Linked DNA regions of Rattus norvegicus: regions 1 and 2 are each linked to region 3. A link is a contact called in public Hi-C data. All regions are on one chromosome and are shown on one strand. Each heading gives the region's core, a stretch centred on a gene start, on an enhancer-like site or on the middle of the called end of the contact. The rest is flanking DNA. Distances are from core to core; before and after follow the strand shown. Region 1 has its middle 520 kb from the start of N6amt1. Region 2 has its middle 760 kb from the start of N6amt1. Region 3 overlaps Ltn1 (listerin E3 ubiquitin protein ligase 1).

The links. A called contact is a pair of places that touch in the nucleus more often than the background predicts.
Region 1: a contact with region 3 is called in a Hi-C map of the A7r5 cell line, with 6 times the contacts expected there. The contact joins two enhancer-like sites. A contact is called at or near these places in 3 of 12 Hi-C or Micro-C datasets (the A7r5 cell line, the Rat2 cell line and Schwann cells).
Region 2: a contact with region 3 is called in a Hi-C map of the A7r5 cell line, with 10 times the contacts expected there. The contact joins two enhancer-like sites. A contact is called at or near these places in 3 of 12 Hi-C or Micro-C datasets (the A7r5 cell line, the Rat2 cell line and Schwann cells).

The regions. Positions count from the first base shown.
Region 1 is chr11:39,549,157-39,553,161 of GRCr8, forward strand. No RefSeq gene overlaps it. Among named protein-coding and RNA genes, the nearest start is that of N6amt1, 520 kb to the right of the region's middle. Within about 2 kb of position 1,480, at least 9 of the 93 cell types and tissues checked have an H3K27ac peak or open chromatin away from gene starts, as enhancers often do.
Region 2 is chr11:39,304,324-39,308,667 of GRCr8, forward strand. No RefSeq gene overlaps it. Among named protein-coding and RNA genes, the nearest start is that of N6amt1, 760 kb to the right of the region's middle. Within about 2 kb of position 1,853, at least 6 of the 93 cell types and tissues checked have an H3K27ac peak or open chromatin away from gene starts, as enhancers often do.
Region 3 is chr11:40,096,060-40,100,108 of GRCr8, forward strand. Ltn1 (listerin E3 ubiquitin protein ligase 1) reads right to left here. Exons shown (of 30, transcript NM_001024235.2): 26 at 1,595-1,766; 27 at 221-441. Among named protein-coding and RNA genes, the nearest start is that of N6amt1, 27 kb to the left of the region's middle. Within about 2 kb of position 2,247, at least 11 of the 93 cell types and tissues checked have an H3K27ac peak or open chromatin away from gene starts, as enhancers often do.

The DNA.
Region 1 (4,005 bases), core at 230-2,729, 550 kb before region 3:
CCCATTCTGTATTATTATTTCCAAGTTTTCACGAGCCAATCACAGATACTTGTAGCTCAATTGATCCTTATGCCAGAGTAAGGATTCGTTTCTCAGTGTTTTTATGAAGATTTTGAAAGACAAACAACAAAACTTTAATTGAAACCATATGTGACTCTGTAAAAAAAAAGTTTTCTTACATATTCTTAATCGAATGACTAATTGATACATGAAAGCATACATACTGTATTTTGCCACATTTTAATAAAATAAAAACAAAGGAAAAGCAAGATAATATTTTTAAATCTTTTGTGTAACTGGTGAAAAACCAGTGTGTGTGTGTGTGTGTGTGTGTGTGTGTGTGTGTGTGTGTGTGTGTGTGTTGAACTCAGAAAATTAGGAAAAGCAAAACTCCAAACTTCCCTAAAATAGAAGAAAAAGTAAAATAACCCAATAATAACAATAGATTGCCACGAACCTAGTTGACCATCACCACCTAGCACCACAATCCTACTGCACTTGTGAGAACACAATATGTACCCCCAAGGTTGACTCGGGGCATCTTCACAACAGTTGACCTCACTTTCTTTAGTCACATCTTTCCTTGATATTCGGGCTGCTGGACTTTTTGTATCATTCTGTTCCCTACTACTGAATCTTGAAGGTCGTGGAAGAAATACATCAGAAATGTATAGATATGGCAGTTGGGGTGGTAAGGAGAAGGTGGTTATTGTACTAGTCAGACTCTTAAAGGGCCCACTCCCTCTGCTTCCACAAGGACTTTTAACTTACCACAAAGCAACTGATTTTGTGACTACATCCTTCTGAGGAAATGGCCAATGTGAACGGTGTGCTACTGCCATCTTGTGTCCAAGAAGAGCCCCTCTGTTCCTGTGGAGTGCTAGTTGGAGTGAAAAATTGAGAAAAGTTCTGAAACTAGCCTTCGAGCTTCTGCAGTAGCATTTAGGAGGGAGACCTCCACTTCAGGCTGTGGTCCCCATGAAGAAGCAGTTAAACTCCAGAACACATGACATTCTTGAAGTCACCACTGTGTCCATGATTTAACCTGTTCCCCATGGACTTTTACTCTGAGACGATTCTTTTACAGTTTCAAGCAGAAATTGGAAGTCAGAGAAAGTGACAGACGAAGGCAAGAGAATATCACTAATCATTAGAAACTACATGGAATTTTCAAATTTTAGAGCCATAACATTTTCTCTAAGTTTTAGTGCATTATTCACCCAATAAAGTCAACGCTTCAAAAACTTTCTGCTTGGGGTGCTTAGATTTAGAAAAAAGCTTAAAGCCATAAACACTTTTAAAATGCTTTGATTCGTTACATGAAATCAAAAGTATTTTCGGCATGTTGTTAAATGTCAGGCATGTTGCTGAGGGGATTTCCCTATTGTACATAAATATTCAAAAGGTGACTTTAGTTCTTAGCTATTCTCAAAATCTAAGCAGCGTAAGAACAGTCACGGATATTAGAAAGAGCATCGGAATGTCCCAGCGTTAATCTGCCAACCCAGCATGAACTTTCGGTATCCTCGAAATGCTAAGTACATGAGAGAGAATTCCTCCACTCTGGAGAAATAAACGTGTCCCAAATCTCAGTAGAGAGACAAAGTATTACACTACTCTGTCACTCAGTACTGAGTCCACAAAATTATATCAGCTATAGAAGCAACACCAGATATTATGGAGTGTGTCCAGTCATACCGTGAATTCTGTGCCTGAAGGTTTCTGAGGTAATCTTTTGGCAGAAAAGGGATTTTGAGAACTGGTCTTGGCTTTGCATTTGAGATCACGGACTGTGATAGGTGTTTTCAGGGCAGGCACCGCCCACTGCTAGATACATCTGCCTGGCTGCAAGCTGCTCGTCTTCAGAGGGAGAACTGGGTCTCTATTATCATCACTTCCATTATCTGAATCAATCTATTCTTGCTTTTAGATTTTGATCCTACAGTCAGTCTCCTATTAGACAGGCTTTGCCAACACATCCATACAATGTGATGTTAATATAAAATGGAGCTTCTGATAATACAAAATGAGCGGATTTCCAGGCTAACCGTGACCCATTGATCCTTCCCCTAACAAACACGTCTGAGGTCAGGGCCCTTGTACCTGTGCAAGTCCTTGCCAGTAAGAAGGCTAACAGGCTGAGCCGGCATAGACGTTAGGCTGCATTGTTCTAGGCTTGCCCATCTGATATTCCTGACTCAAAGGAAGAGCTGCAGGAACTGATATAATTTTGGAGAGCCGTACTTCCTTCCACTTCATGGTTCTTGACCAATGAAAACAAAGCAGCACCGCCACCACCAGATTTGCTTAGAAATCATTAAAACAGACTAAGTATATAAAACTTTTCTTGCGGACATTACCAGCACATTACCCCCCAACAAGTCTACCCATCTCTGTGAAGTCAGTAAATCTCCTGCAGCACTCAGATGTCGACAGTGGATTCCATTACTTTTTTTTTTTGATATTTTTTATTTACATTTCAAATGTTATGCCCTTTCCCAATTTCCCGTCCACAAGCCCCCTATCGCATTCCCCTCCTCATTCTTTTATAAGGGTGTTCCCCTCCCCAATCACCCCCTTCCTGCCTCCCTGCCCTGACATTCCCCTATACTGGGCGGTTCCAGCCATGGCAGGACCAAAGGCTTCTCCTCCCATTGGTGCCCAACAAGGTCATCTTCTGCTGTATATGCAGCTGGAGCCATGGGTCTGTCCATGAGTGCTCCTTGGGTAGTGGTTTAGTCCCTGGAAACTCTGGTTGGTTGGTATTGTTGTTCTTATGGGGTTATAAGCCCCTTCAGCTCCTTCAATCCTTTCTCTAACTCCTCCCATTCTCAATTCAGTGGTTTGCTGCTAGCATTCACCTCTGTATTTGTCACGCTCTGGCTGAGCCTCTCAGGAGACGCCATATCAGGCTCCTGTCAGCATGCACGTCTTGGTTTCATCAATATTGTCTGGTTTTGGTGGCTGTATGTGTATGGGCTGGATCCCCAGGTGGGGCAGACTCTGAATGGCCATTCCTTCAATCTGTGATCCAAACTTTGTACCCATATCTCCTACTATGAGTATTTTCCCCCTTTTAACAAAGACTGAAGCATCCACACTTTGGTTGTCCTACTTTCTTGAGCTTCCTGTGGTCTGTGGATTGTATCTTGGATAATTCGAGCTTTGGGGCTAATATCCACTTATCAGTGACTGCATAATTGCACACCCTGTGTTTTGTTCTGTGATTGGATTTCCTCATTCAGGATTCCATTACTTTGGAAGCTTTAAAAATGCAGCCATGGTTTATTATACTGACATTGAAATGCCCCATATTGCTGCATGATCTTCAAGAACAGAATTTAGAAGTGTTAGATATTCCTTTAGAACTTTTAGACCCAAAGTTTCTCTCTCTCTCTCTCTCTCTCTCTCTCTCTCTCTCTCTCTCTCTCTCTCTCTCTCTTTTTAACACACACACAAATACTTTCCTATCTATGAATACCATAATGAAATTATGGTAATGAAATATGTAAACATGTAAAATAAAAAGAGGTTTTGAAATCCATAACAGTGGAAACTCTAACTGCTATAAAACAATACTACTGAGGTGGTTGATTCTGACTCCTGAAAATGACCAGAAGCATCAGGTTTTTTTGTTTTGTTTTGTTGCCTATTCATTATCCATATTATATGTTGCCATGGCTGGTCTTGGTTGTCAACTTTGGATAAAATTGAATTTATTAACAGGATAGTTTTGTAGAAAGTTAGACCACCGTGTGGCAGCACAGGTGCTGTTGAAACCTACACTAAGACTAGGAGGAGGCTCAAGGGTCACTGAGGTCATCACTTTCAAAAAATAAATATGGGTTTTGGGAGACTGGGTTGATTTGAATGCATGCACTAGACCCTTGAGCCCTTTGCCTGGTTTGAAAAATGACTGTTGGGCACACTCTAGATTCAAACCCATCAATTTGTCTACTAAGGCCCAGCTTACATAGAAATACGTGTTGGCAGTTCTTACCCTGT
Region 2 (4,344 bases), core at 603-3,102, 790 kb before region 3:
TCTTTTCTTATATTTTATTGACAAATATTATTTACTTACTATTTCATTGTAAACTCCACAAATATATGCAATATATTTTGGTCACGTTAACACAAATCTGATGTGCCTAAAGACCACAATGCCATAATATCCATTGTCTTACCATCTTTTTCTTATTGTCTTTTTCTCACGTACACAATGTTCTCTGGGCCTCGGGGAGGGTATAGACATCGCAGTTGTGAATAATCCTTTAACTGTCATGTATTTTCAGCACTCTGGCCAGTTATGACTCTGCAGTTACCCATTACCCACTGCAATGCATGCATCTTCATCCAAAGCAGATGGCAGCACTAAGCTCGGGGAATAAATATGTTTATTTAGAATGCCATTTGGAGGGAAAATCATGTCCACTTAGCACAAAACAACAGCAGGTTTTTTTCCTACTATAGACTTTAAACATGTCCCTAGTCCATGTTTACAGTTCCAGGCATAAGGAGCCTACTGAAAGGCTGACCTCAGATCTGATCAGAGAGAGGACAATTACCTCCTAAACAAACTTTTCAAATACTGCACCAGTGAGCTTATCAGACAATGCTACTTGTTTCTTTGGTTTCTTTCTTTGTTTCTTTCAACTGGTTTTGTTCTTCATACATCTTGGGTAGAGGTATTGAGAGCAACTCTCCTAGCAGTCTTTATAGCATCCTTTGGTACTATGAGGGCTAGACACCAAGGAAGAAAATCCCACCTCACACCCAGCTGGTGTTCTCTATATCTTATACAAATGCATATGGTGCCTAAAACACTAGGGTGTTAGTATGTGTTTCTAGTGGGCAGCCCACAGTGGCAATTGCTTATATTGTCCTGGGGTTCTCAGAGACCTCCCCATGCAACAACTTATAAACTCATAACTTCAATAATAACCCATGGCTTCAAAATTTTGAACTCAAGAAGAAGCACAAGAAAACCTGAGGAGTAAGAGAATTAAAAAGTAATATTAGAAAGCAAACATTTGAAGTCACAAACCCTAATGGGTAGATGAACCAGGTACCCAGCACACTTACCAAGCATATCTTATGTAACAATTGAGTCAAACTTCATTTTTTTTCTTTCAAGATATGTTCAAAGATCCTCATGGACCAGAGTCCCATTTTCTGTATTCCTGAAGAACTAGCAATTCTTTAGGATCAACCTTACCTCTTATTCTGTGTATGAGTTCACATTCCATTGCTAAATTATGTTTTCTAATCTGGTTCCATAACTACCTTATACAGCAGTCTCATTTATGATAGAGGCATAATTGAAGCAATCAGAGTGATTGACTGGACACCTACAATATGCCAAGAAGTCTTCTGAATGATCTATGTCGAGTGTTTCCCTGAATTTTCACAATCACTCCATTGTAGTTGTTCACAGTTACCTCAAAGTGTTATACTAGATTTACTCATTTAGTATATGGCCAAGCTAATTTTTCATCCAAATGACTCCAAGGTTCAAATCCTTAAAAATAAATCTAGGACACCTTCACTCTAGTTGTTTGGATTCACAGTTTCTTACCATATAATATTACATTGTTATACTATTGATTTGACAAACTTTCAGATTGTTTTAACCTCTGAATCTGCATTTTTTTTCAGGTTTGTGAAGTAGTATTCTATAACATGTAGGGTGAGTCTTTTATATTTGCCAGAAGTGTTTGCAAACATCAAACATAATATGAAATAAAGCATTGCTGTTCTACACCTTTAATACCAATCAGACATTTCCCCCAGACTACCTTAAATATTGACTTTACAAAACTGGCCATGATTAATGTAATAAGCAGCCAAGACAGTTTACTCTATGATCTCTGCATGACATCTAGTGGTTGAAGTTGGAATATTTAAGGAAATGACCTTGTGCCAGAAAACCCATGTTAGTTGAGAGTCCTCGGGCTCAACATAAAAGGAAGAGTGACACAGAGTTCTCTCACTTCTAAAGTCTGGTGAGAAGGAACCCTTGATCCTTTTTATTTCTCTCTCCATGTGTCAAAACACAGTAATCTGCCCTTGTGTTAAGCAATTTCTGCTCACTGGGGCCTGTGAAACTTTATTTGCCTGTAGTTGGTACTCACTTCTGATGGTTATGACTCTGGTAATCATTATCACATGCAAAAAATGAACAAATCCTTTCAGTTCTGTTTCTTCGTCTCTGTGCCACAACAAACTTTCTGTGGCTACGGAGAAGTTTTATGTAATCTGCATGCACATAATAACATTGCTGACTTTATTATTTTAGATTTTCCAAAAGTACATCTGTTTTGATCTCTCTAAAACGTTATAAACAAGAAATTTCTAAATTTTGAGTCATAACAATGTCCCTTGTTTTTTATCTTCTGATATAAGATTTGGAAAGAGCTTCCAGTAACTTTGAGTCAGCTTACATGACTGACAATACAAAGTGGCACATGACACGCTTGTGTCCAAGTAATTGGCACACTAGTGCTGTGGGAAGCAGGCAAGGACCTGAAGTCCAACAGTCAAAGACAAGGTCCCAGAGAATGAGTGACCTGAAACAAGCTGCCGCCCATGAACCTGTGCTCCTACAGAGGGACCTGACACTGCTCATCGTATCGTCTTCTGGTTCCTTCATCCATACAACAGAAGACCACATTACCACAGTTTCATGTGATGAAGATCACCCTAGCATGTGTAAAATTAAGAGTCATTCTAACTATAAGTGCAGAAAGAAGTATTTAGATCAAAAGTTGTCCCTGAGTATGCACAAAGGAATGCAGGCCAGCAGAGAAAATAAGTGACAACCAAAGTTTATTTCTTACATCATAACACACTGAAGAGAATCTGAAAAGCACTCATAAACGTTTTCTGCATCAATCTGGCAATTACCATAAATCCTACTTTTAAAAATTTTACCGTCAGAGCTCTTTTCTGGAGTTTTTTTTAAAGAACTTTTAATGTAAGTATGTCTGATCCAGTGAATATATGTACACCATGTGTTTGCAGGAGTCTTCGGAGGGAAGAAGAGAACCTTGGATCCTCTGGAGTCAGAGTTGGCATGGGTGCTAGGAACCAAATCCACTGAGTCCTCAGCAAGGGTATAAGTGCTCTTAACCCCTGAACCATCTCTCCAGATTCCTACCTGAACTTGCAGGGTCATGAGATGTATTATATTTATTTTCTTTGTGGTTGTTATGTGGAGCTCATGCCTTGACAAACATGAGGAGGCCAGAGGACAACTCGTTCCAGTTGGGTCTCTCTCTTTCCACCCTGTGAGCCCAGTTTTCAGAATCAAGTTTTATCAGTCTTGGCAGCAAGAATCATCTCGCCATGGCTAAACACCATATTTTCAGGTTCTGTTATTCCTAAATATTCTTTTGTACTGTGACGTAAGCAAAATTATGCATCATGTTTCCTGAATTCATGCTTATTTTAATATAAACAAAAACCAACACTGTGATATTACCGGAATCTCAGTAACTTTGCAATGGGGGAAAAAGTAAGCAATAATTATTTAGAATTTCAAAGTCTATTGTTCAAGATTATGATATCAGCAAACCTGAAATTCGCCTCTGGGATAAAGAGTAAAAGAAGCAATCACTCTGCAAAGGCTCAAAGAGGACTTTTGTTGAAGAGGTGGGTTTCCCGTGGTCTTTGAAGTGGGTTCTTGTTAAATCTAGGGACCTTGTGATGAATGAACTAGAAGAGAGATTGCTGACAGATCAAAATCCTACAGTGGTTGTTTTGTCCTTTGGTTTAAGAAGGTTGATGATTATTAAGCTCCTTACCTAACAGTCTTTGTTCCTAACCCAAGTATCTGCACTAGAAAGAGAAAAGTAGTAAAGGCATTTGTCGTTGCCACTTAAATAGACTCTCTTCTGTCCTTCCATGTGTTTTCTTACCCGAATACTGTATATATCAGTCACTGAAATTATTTATGAGAATGGATTTGGTGTTTGTGCAGGTTTTACTATAAAAGAATAGACGGGCAAACAGATGGAAACACATGAGTGTGTGTTCATGAATATGAGTCAGGAGGGCTCAACTTTTGCCTTCTTGGAATCATTTAGTTTTAAAAGGCAGTCTCTGCCCCTCTGTTATTTATCAGCGTGAGATAGCTGACCGATTTAAGTGCTGATCTTATGCAAGTCCACCCTTGATATTTAACAGACCTGAACTGAACAAAGCACACTCAGTTTGACTCATTTTAAATATTTAGTTACTTTTTAACTCCATGTAAACTTTCTGGTTAAACCTTATTTCAAATAGTGAAATAATTATAGCCTTAATGTCCTGTCCGGTTTAGGACAGTTTTTCCTGATAGGCTGGAGTGATGGCTCAGTGGTTGAGAGCAGTGGCTACTCTTCCAGAG
Region 3 (4,049 bases), core at 997-3,496:
GTTTCAACACAGGAAAGCACTGTGGCGCAGTCAAATGATAAGAGCAGTAAGTGTCACCTGAATGTCTACTATGTCTTTCTTAGCACAGAGGAGTCAGAAAATAAGGTAGTTAATTTTCTATCTATTTTGAATCAAAGGTTACAACTTCTGATGAAGTAAGCAATCAAAAACAGAAGTGCTATTCATTCATCTAGGAAAAGCCAAGCCGACAGATACTAACCGTCATGCCATTGAATAGCTGTGTGCTTGTCTGTACAGAAGATATTTCTTGAAAAGAAAGAACACTGCTGACATATTTGCTTGTAAATCTATCTACAATATTGAAGACACGCTTCTCACTGCTATTCCACCATAGCCTAACCATGGCAGGCAAGTCCTTTAAAGTCATGTGATAGACTGAACATGCCAGGTGTGGGATATGATACGGCAGTGTTGCTGTTTCTGAGGAAAAAACAAATTCCAAGTTAGTGATATGTACTTCTCCCTAGAACAGCAGACTAACAGAATTACCTTAGAAAGCCACCGACATTACTCAACAATAGTGTGGTGCCTCATAAAACAGGGAAAGGCCCCAACTCCAAGAGGATTAGCACCCTCCCACACACTCAAACTGATCAAGAGGTAGGAATAAAAATCCCTGATACAGAAATGTCTCACATAACAGAACACAAATGAAATGGGATAGCTATTTTTAAAAGAGAAACACTTAAGGCTATTTTGTTTTTTTAATTATAAAAATAAGTTGCTGGGGTTGGGGATTTAGCTCAGTGGTAGAGCTCTTGCCTAGCAAGCGCAAGGCCCTGGGTTCGGTCCCCAGCTCCGAAAAAAAAGAAAAAAAGAAAAAAAAAAAAAAGTAAGTTGCTTTCTTTATTGTCTCAAAGCTCACTAAGCTGCTGGACTGAAGTCCTAGAAAAATCATCCAATCCTGGAGAGATAGCCCTGTGGTTAGGGATATTTGTTGCTCTTGCAAAGAACCTAGAGTCCCAGCACCCACATGGTCACCCACAGCTGTCTGTAATTCCAGACACCCTCTACTGGCCTCTCTGGGAAACATAGTGCAGATGCCCTCAGGCAAAACACTCATCCACATAACACTCCCATCTTCACCCCATAGAGCATCCTTGGTTAAGGATGTTTAGTTCTTCACAGTTTATACAGACAGATACACTGCATTTCTGTCTCAACTAAAACCTGAGTTTCCAGGTGAAGAACGTCAACTTCACTTTAATTTTTGTTTCACCGACTGAATCTAGATAGCTAGGTATAGTGGCACATGCCTTTAAACCCAGAAGACCAAACCGGTCTTCAGGGGTCTGAGGCCATCCTCCTCTACAATGAGTCCTGGGCAAGCGAGGGCCAGAGAGTAAAACCCTGTCTCAAAAAACAAAAATTAAAAAGAAAAACACAGCTTCTAAAGAACACAGCTTCAAACTCGAATGGAATTCTTATCTCTAAGACCCAGCTATGTGTCCTACTAGATAAATGTGGGGAAGCTTGCATTGTGGCTGAGACTTCCCACTGGGATTGTCCTCCACACCTCCAGGAAGTTTAGTACAAAGTCCCTAAGAAGGATGCACCCGTGTCACTCACTGACCTCTAATACTCAGCTGAAGCTCCTCGGTGAAGAAGGTCTTGGGGTCTTTATTTGACACCTCAATCGCCGTCTCTCCGTAAGTAGGATTTTCTGGCATAAGTCTGAACAGGTGGTAGAGTAATTTGTTCAGACTCTTGGTTTTCCGTAGGTACATTGAATACAGAGCACGAAGCTGGCGGAAAGCAAAGGATGCATTAGTAAAGGCAACTAAACCAAGACGAAAGAACAATGACCCTGAATGGATCATACAGTGCTACAGAACAATGCACTTCCAGTGGTGGAATTACACAGGAGAGGTCTGTGACGTGGTTCAGTGGCAGAACACTAACATGCTCCAACACGGTCTGAACAGACATGGATGCATGGATGGGGGGAGGGAGAGGGTGAGAGGACAGAGAGAGAGAGAGAGAGAGAGAGAGAGAGAGAGAGAGAGAGAGAGAGAGAGAGAGAACGCATTATTACAGGAGCACTCCTAGAAATGAGACCTACACCTTCTCTCTTCCCTCCTCTCTATGACATGGACTGCACCTTTCCTCCTAAGCCAGCAGTGTCCCTCCTCACTGTTAGATACAGAGTTCTAACATCTTTCTCAAATCAACTCCCTATCAGTACAGCCGACATTGGTTTGCAGCTCTATTTGAGCCAAGAATATGTAGTTGCCATTCCCCACAGATGACTAACTCGTGCCCTCCACACATTCCTTCCACACCATAGTCTTAATCTGGCAAATTCCTGAGGAAGACCAATCACATTTTCGAGGTTAACTTTACTCTGTATCAAATATTACAGCATTCTTTAAGAACAGAATGCAGGAATGAGTAGCACAAAATGTCATCAGAAGTGTTTCACCACCAATCAGAAAATTCTAAATAAAACTATGAATTTCTAGCTGCCCTTGAAATCAAGAGACTCTGGCACCATGTGAGCGAGACCCCGGAACTCTGTGTGATCCTCATGTCCTAACTACTTGCCTCTCACTAGCACGGCCTGTGTTCATCGCAGCTTTACTGCTTGGGTCTCAGCAACAGTTCCATGATGATTCCTTCCAGTGGACCACACAGCTCACAGCATAAGCTGTAAGGTCTGGAGCTGACTCTAAAGACGTGCGATAAAACCCCTCTGCAGTGGAGAAATCTAGAGACAGAACCTTTACAGCAACAACACACCAGCACAGGCCTTAGCACGCCTCCTGAGGGACCAAGTCACATGATCTATGTAAAGTACGTCTACTGACAATTAACCAGGAGAAAACAACCAGATAAAAACAAACTGCATGGCACACTACAGACACACAGGTTAACTGCTTTTGTAAAGCATCCTGATCTTACAATACACCTTCATATATAAAGGAATAAAAGTAAATACAGAAGTCAGTGAGATGGCTCACTGAGTGAGGGTGCTGGTCACACAGCCTTGTTCATACTCTCCGTGTGGACTCTACGGTTCAGTGCACACTGCATAAGCCAGTGTGTTTGTATGGACCTGTCATCTCAGGACTCAGGAGCTACAGGCAAGGGCTCAGAAGTGCAAGCACATCCTCCACTACCCAGGGACTCTGAGGCCACTCTTGGCTACATGAAACTGTCTCAAAGCATAAACAAGGGCAGAGAAATGGCTCAGTGTTAGGTGTTTGCACTGTTCTTTCAGAGGACCTCAGCTCAGTTCTCAGCATCTGTGTCAGGGACCTCATAACTACACGTAACTCTAGTTCCAGAGGCTCTGACTCCGTGGGCACCCACCACTACCACCACGTATATACCTAATTAGAAATTAGGAAAGTCCTTTAACAGTTAAAATAATAGTATTTACATGTCTGTGGCTATGTTTTCATGTGGTAATGAAATGTCTGTAATCCCAGCATTTGGAAAGACAAGTAGAAACACTGCCACACGTTAAAAACCTGTATGGGGCTAGATAAGTCCCAAGTCAGTCTGGTCACACAGTGAGACATTTAAAAGAAAAGTTGTAGAGAGGGCTGAAAAGAAGGCTCATCAGACAAGACCACTCACTGCTCTTGCAGATGACTGGACGCTGATTTCCAGGACCCATACTGGGCAGTTCACAGCCACCTGTAACTCCAGCTAAAAAGGATCTGACATCCTATACCGTCTTTTGGCCTCCAAAGGTGTCTACACTCACAATACCAAGACAAAACATGTAGACACATATTTAAAAATGAAATAAACATTTTTAAAACATTGGATCATATATCATTAGGATTAATATTGTGAAAATGGCCATCTTATCAAAAGCAATCTACAGACACAATGCAATCCCCATCAAAATCCCAACACAAACAAAAACTCAGAATAGCTCAAGTAATCCAGAATAATGAACTCCAGAAGTATCACCATCTCAGATCTGGTTGTAGAGAGCTGTAGTAATAGAAACAGCATGGTATTGGCACACACACACACACACACACACACACACACACAGGCACACGCACAACATA